2 separate regions of the Mus musculus genome follow, and region 1 is linked to region 2. A link is a contact called in public Hi-C data. All regions are on one chromosome and are shown on one strand. The core of a region is the stretch at or near the end of the contact, and the rest is flanking DNA. Distances in the headings are between cores, read along the strand shown.

Region 1 (3,362 bases), core at 226-2,725, 500 kb before region 2:
CTATGGGGGTAAATGGGGTGGCACCAGCACTGTAGGACTCCTCCCTGGGGTGATGAAAGTGCCCAGGAGTGAGGTAGGTGTAACCCTGGGTGAACTGAGTACAGTATGTAGGTGAATTTCACAGTGTGTGTACCACAGCTTAAGGTGCTGGCACTAGACTGTCCCTGAGAAAACACAGCTCTCCTCAGTGGGCTGCGTGCCTTCCTTCCCCTGTACCGCTGCTGCCTGTGGAAACCATTGCAGGCTGCAAGCCTTGGCTTTGGGACATTGTGGAAAGGGCTGTACAACACTGCTCTCATTAGCCACTCTATCTCCGGGAGCCCAAGGGGACTGTGTGCTCACTGTTCTCCATGGTTGCTGGGCTGCTGGGAGATACAGTTGGAGTTCCCAGGGTTCCATAGGGCCTCAGCAGGCTGAACCCCATCACAGAGCATTCCTGCCTGTCCGAAGGTTGCTCTATTCTTCTGCACCCAGTGTCAGGATAAGGTGATGCAAGCATGCACAGACCACTGGGCCCCAGCAGCGGTGTCCCACGGTGTGGCAGAGTGCTCTGCCATGTCCCACTGCTGAGACTTCCCTTGCCTGAGGTTGAGTAGGGGAGATGTGCCCACCTCACCGGATGCCCAGGTGGACGCTTGATGATGACCCAGCACCAAGAAGTTATCTAAGTGCAGAGCCAAGGCTGCCAGCAGAGCTCCTATAAAGGTGGTCACAGAAGGCCTGTGTCTTGGGCAAACCTCCACTCACTATCCTAGTCCCTGAGATTCGGGCTTCCCGAGCATCCTCACTGGAGACTATGGCTCAGTGGTTTGACACGTGTACTGCCCTTTCAGAGGACCTGAGTATGATTCTTCCAGTTTGATTATCTCATCTGGCCAATGTGTGCTTGTACTCACTTTGGGTTCTTTCTCTCTCTCTGTTTCTCTCTGTCTCTTTCTCTGTCTCTCTGTCTCTGTTCTCTTTCTCTGTCTCCCTGTCTCTTTCTCTGTCTCTCGGTCTCTGTCTTTTTTTCTCTCTCTCTCTTACACACACACACACACACACACACACACACACACACACACATATACACACACACACACAAAACCACATAATTAAAAAAAAAACAATAAAAATAAATCTTTAAACTCCGTCCTGCCTGAAGCTTCTAGTTGCTGAGCCAAAGGATGTATTTCTTGCTCAAACTTTAGCATTGCTTGCTGCGGGCCTGGGGTGGCTAGGGTGGTGATGCCACTGTCTGGGGGTGGTGGGGGTGGTGGTGGTGGTGGTGGTGGTAGTGAGCTACAGAACCACTCAGGGGCTCCTACTGCCTAGACCTGCCACCTGCTCCTGGTGCTGCCTTTATGACACATGAGTGGGCTTCCCTCCTATTTCTTTCCAGCCAGCAGCTCTTTCTGCTGCATCAAGCAGAAGAGAATGCAGCTCCTCTCAGTGGGGTGCACACAGCCCCTCCTCTCTACTGCTGCTGCCTGTGGGGAGCCAGCAGCCTAGCAAGCCTCAGGCTTGGCACAGGGTGGAGTCAGCTGCTCTGCTCTGCTCTCAGCCATGCTGCCTGTCTACCGCTCTTCTTCATGAAGAACCACCCATCACAACGGAAGGAGCCTGGAGTGTCAGAAATGTCCCTGCTTGAAGCAGGGAGGGCTGAGGAATCCAGGCTCCTTCTCAGCCCTTTCTGGCAACCCCTCTGGCTCTCACATGCTTCCCCGGGGATGCTGACTCAAACCACAGGCTGCATACTGCCCCCTTTCACTTTCCTCTTGTCCTCCTGGAGGGTGTGGATTACCCACCCTTGGGGTTCCTATCTTTCCAAGGTTGACTCTAGGACAGCTCATTCCAAATGAGGATCATTGACATCTGTGGGCAGATCACGCTCTGTTGCTGAATATCCAATGCTCTATGTGGGCACTGGGCAGTATCCATAGACTCTGCCCATGGGTGCTAGGAGCCAATCACAGATACCAGCAGTGTAGTAGTGTCCCAAGGGGGACATTGTTTGAGATGCAGGGCTCCGAGGAAGGAAGCAGGCAATAAATAAGGGAAAACAGTCACTTCAGATAATGGCACGTTCTGTGCACATGGATAGAGCATGTGGTAGGCATGGAGTGCTAACTGAATTTACCATCTCCTCTTAATATGCTTGGAGAGGTCTATGGCCGGCAGAGGGAATGGTTTGTACTAAGGCCTTGGGGGAGGTAATGTGCACATGTGTGTGCACGCACCTGCAAGAGTGTGTGGTGTGTGTGTGTGCACACACGTGTGCGCACATGCACACAGAGGTTGTAGACACTTGGGCTCAGGCAGTTCCTGGCCTCCCAGTCCCTCCAGAGAAGCATGCAGGGAGGTGAGAGCCTGTGCTGTGGAAGGATCTAGAGGATTTGTGTACAAAGCCTCCTGGTTAAACACTGACAAAGTTTAGAGATAACCAACAGATACAGTTTCCATCTGTGGCTGTGGTTGTTGTCTCTGGCTGCCTGTCTGAGACCTCAGATCTGAACAAGTGGTGCTGTGAAGTCTTTACATGGAAGGAGAAGGCTCTGCTGCAACAGGTGATGTGGACTGTCTGGGGATGCTCTGGCTACTCTGCATCCTACGTCTGATGAATGCCACAGGGAATCAAGGAAAGGTCTCAGTGTCCGGACCGATGGAGTAACCCTGTATGTGTCGGCACAACTTACCACGCAGGCACATAGCCACACACACCTCCCTGTACCCATCTACAGGGTTGGACTTGGCTTGTGGGCTGTGACTGGGTGATCCTGAGCTAAGCTACGCTCTGTCCTGCTGCTTGTCAGAGCCCAGGAAGACCCTGATCTGGGGACTGAGACCAACCTGTCTGATTTGTCACCATCCCTTCATACTTAAAGGTTAATGACGGTCACACCATGGGCATTCCTATCTCTTCGCTTGGCCTCCATGGTGGACTCTTTGACCCCATGCCTTTGAAGGCCACTTCTGGTAGCCCTTGAAGGAAGAAGTCAGAGGAGAGGAAAATAGGCAAGAGCAGAAAGTATGGGGCTCTCCCGAATAAGAAGTGCAGTGAATGGAGTGTGGGAGAGCTCTAGGAGGGGAAGCAGGGCACAGCCCTGAGGGTCCGTCCTGCAGAGCTCCTAACAGGAGTAGGTGCTGCTAGCATTCCATTCCAGCTTCCTCTGCCCCCTCCACCCCTGCGCTCCTGGCTGACACCTGCCCTTGGCTCTCCAGGGCTCCTTTTCAGCCTGGCCAGAATCACCCTGGACACAGCAGGCTCAGATCCTGCTAGTTTCCTGAGTGCTTGGGCCATGTTTCAGGGCCCTTTCAGGCTCTCTGAGCAGGCTGTGGCTGGACCTCAGTGCTGGCTGGGAGGAACAGTGTAAGGGACCAGT
Region 2 (3,152 bases), core at 397-2,896:
CTTTAGTGTTGTCCATGGATGGCTTGCTACTGTAAATGATGGGGGTGCCCAGAGAGTTCTTGATAATAGTTAAAGTGTGGTGGGTCAGCGTGCCTGTGTTGACTCCCAGGCTGGCCTGTGCTTGTCTTCGCTGGGATTTCTGGTCCCTTTCTCATTGTCTTAGGAGGCTGTTCTGATATTTTTCCTGGGGAACCTATTTGTATCCACTTCAGATGATGAAAGCGACAGCAGAATAAAGACATGATTTTACCTGAGTCTAGGCTGGTGAACCCCTTAATTTATTGGGCTCACATTTAGAAGCATGAGTTACCCTAAAGCCACCCCATGCAGATGACAAGTCACAAAAGTGTTATGACTGTGACTGAAGTCCCAGTAGAATTCCATCTCTCTCTTACACTCTAGTGCCTTCCATGAGCACATGCAGGAGCAGGGAGTGGGTTGAACCTCCAGCTAAGGGTCTGATGAATCCACTGTTTCTGTGGAGCCATGTTAACAGGCCTGGCCTTGTGAGGGTCTCATCTTCTGAGGGTCTCACAATAGCGCTCTGATTTCAAGATGACAATGGCCATGTCGTGTCTGGAATCCAGAGCTTCCTCCAACTTCTATAAAAGACCAACAGCAGCAAAGAAAGCCCAGGGCACACATGGAAACAGCATCCAGCCAGCCTGTGAGCCTTTGAAAACAAACCAAGAAAGATAAATAACGATACATAGCTACTAAAGTAATAAAGAAAACTTTGACATTTTAGAGCCAATCTGGTATCAGAAATAGATTTTTATCTTTATTTTTCATTTGCCCTTCCATCTATAGATCTCAATCCAGTAAAGCAAATAAACGGGCTGTGTTACTAGCTATATATTTTACACACGATGGAGGCATCACAGAAAAGCCTTTTCTTCCGCGTCGGTAAATAAAAGTGCTATTTCAAACATAATCAAAGAAATAAGAAATACAGTTGCCAACGAGGCGGCCGACTGCTGCTCTGAGCATCCTCTCAGGAAAGGATCCACGGTGGGGCAGACCTGTGTTCACTCTTCCTGTCGAAGGACAGGACAGGGTCCTGCCCAAGTTACGGGGCAGACACAGCTTCCACTCTGCCATTGAATGATGGAGATGACCAATTCAGGTGTTGGGCTTGTGGCAAGCCATGATGGCAAGTGTCTAAGGGAGAAGGTATAAGGTGACTAGGGGAAGAAGCATCAGGGAAGATGGAGGGGGACAGAGACAGGCATGAGTAGGAGACCCCCTGCCTACTGAGATGGTCAGGTTGGATGACTGCACCAGAGATGGTGCACCCAGCATCCTCAGCATGCACTGGACATCAATCCTTTGCAGTGCTGACCTCTAGGTCAACCTCATGCTTTCATGACAGGCTGGACCACATTCCTAGCACCTTCCAAAGCTAGTCTCTTTATGCAGCCAAGAGGGATACTAACTGGCTCTCTGCAATTCCATTTAGGATTGTTCAATCCCCAGGGACCCCATCTCTGATGGTGACTGAATCTTATCACTGGTTGGAGTCAGAGGCACAACTATGACTAAGTCTTGGAAAGATGTCAGCCTGAGCTTGCACTGGAGAGATCACGGGGTGCTGTGTTGGGGATTCCCTTTGCCTTTTCTGGAAGCTCCATTGGCTTCTCTGGAGGCTGGAATGCAGCCTCCTCTCGTGGATGGTTCAGAATAGCAGATGATAGATTCTGGGAAGCCGCTGACAACAGAGAGTGATGCAGCCCACACTGAAGCAGACTGGCCACTCGGAGATGGCTTGATGCTTGCCCACGTGATCGACCACTGGGGGGCTGAAAGCCAGGGTTTGGGCTGTCTACAGCTCTCTCTCTTCCCCGCTCCTGCTTTGGTCTGGGCATCACTAGTCCTGCTGAGAAGATGGGACAGAGATCTCTCTGCGGCTCTGGGGAGTCTCAATATGTTTTGCAGAAGTAAAAGATGGCGTAATTTATCACGGCTGAACATACGCTTTGTTCAATGACAGGGTAATTAGACATTCTTTCAGCAGACACATTAAATATATACTTATGCATTAAGGCTCTGTGTCTCGGATCAGCTCTGTTGATTTACTCCTTATGCTTGGATCTTTGCCTGTTGATAGCCATATAAAACTAAACTTCCCTGCCAAGGAACGGAAGTGACGGGAGCGAGGGGTGTCTTCCATATGTTACCTGAGTCGAGCTGGGGGATGGGCCAGGAGAGGGAGAAACTGGGATACTCTTGAGCATGTTTGTACACACCCTCACCAGCCAGCTGGGGCGTCCTTCCCTTCCCCCTCCCTCACCTAGCATTAATTATGCATTGGCAAAGATAATTTTGCATATATAATGCTGACCTCTCTCACTAGAGGGCAACAAAACCCCAGCTTAAGGAGCCTCCACCTTCTGTTTCCAGTGACAGGAAGCGTTTAATAAGGAGTCACATGGATTTCATAATGAACTCCCTATTAATTTTACATAAGTGGAAAGTTACTTCGGAACACCAGGCTGAGATCCTGCAGATGCACATTCGGCCTCCTCAACAGGTGGGGAGGAGCAGCTGCCCGCCAATCCTCATGGCTAACATTTGGGGTACATTTCTCCCAGCAATTGTACCTGACTCCTTGGGAGCTGCATTTGCTTGCCCTGCAGACCTCTGACCTGTGTGTTTCTTCCTCCCTCTAGGTAATGACCCCAAGCTATGGAGGAAGCATGCATCGTATTCTGCCCATGTGTCTGACCCTCTACCTCAGCCTGCCTTGCCTTTCATCCCTGGATGGGTCTTGATGCGGCTGCAACCATCATTTTTCTTGACTGACCTGGAATCTCTTCCAGGGAGTTGGACCTTAACCTTAAGGAGTGGAGTCCATTTTGGCTTCTATCCCCAAATATGAAAGCAGAAGACAAGGGAGCCAGCACCAAACCTGTGCTTACTGTGACAATTTTTGTTTTTAGACTTTCACATAATAACTTCAGAAAAGTGATGCCTGGGTGTTCTGTTCCATTTTCTAGGTAGGAAGCATTGGAGAGACTCCACTAAGGAGGGAAGAGCTTTAAAGACCTAGGAACTGGGGTTAGAGAGGTGGGTCAGTGGTCAGAGCACTGGCTACTATTGCAGAGGACCTAGGGTTGGCTCCCTGTACATACATGGTGGCTTATAACCATCTA

What was found. Hi-C and Micro-C count contacts between places; a contact is called where the count stands out from the background.
Region 1: a Hi-C map of cerebral cortex shows a contact between it and region 2, with 4 times the contacts expected there. The contact joins two enhancer-like sites. A contact is called at or near these places in 3 of 484 Hi-C or Micro-C datasets (cerebral cortex and embryonic stem cells).

The regions. Positions count from the first base shown.
Region 1 is chr2:179,868,169-179,871,530 of GRCm38.p6, reverse strand. The region is part of intron 7 of Cdh4 (cadherin 4); the gene reads right to left. Among named protein-coding and RNA genes, the nearest start is that of Gm36066, 66 kb to the right of the region's middle. Within about 2 kb of position 1,475, at least 43 of the 459 cell types and tissues checked have an H3K27ac peak or open chromatin away from gene starts, as enhancers often do. A contact at or near this core is called in cerebral cortex, where this site is marked.
Region 2 is chr2:179,370,290-179,373,441 of GRCm38.p6, reverse strand. No RefSeq gene overlaps it. Among named protein-coding and RNA genes, the nearest start is that of 4930591A17Rik, 43 kb to the left of the region's middle. Within about 2 kb of position 1,646, at least 3 of the 459 cell types and tissues checked have an H3K27ac peak or open chromatin away from gene starts, as enhancers often do. A contact at or near this core is called in cerebral cortex, where this site is marked.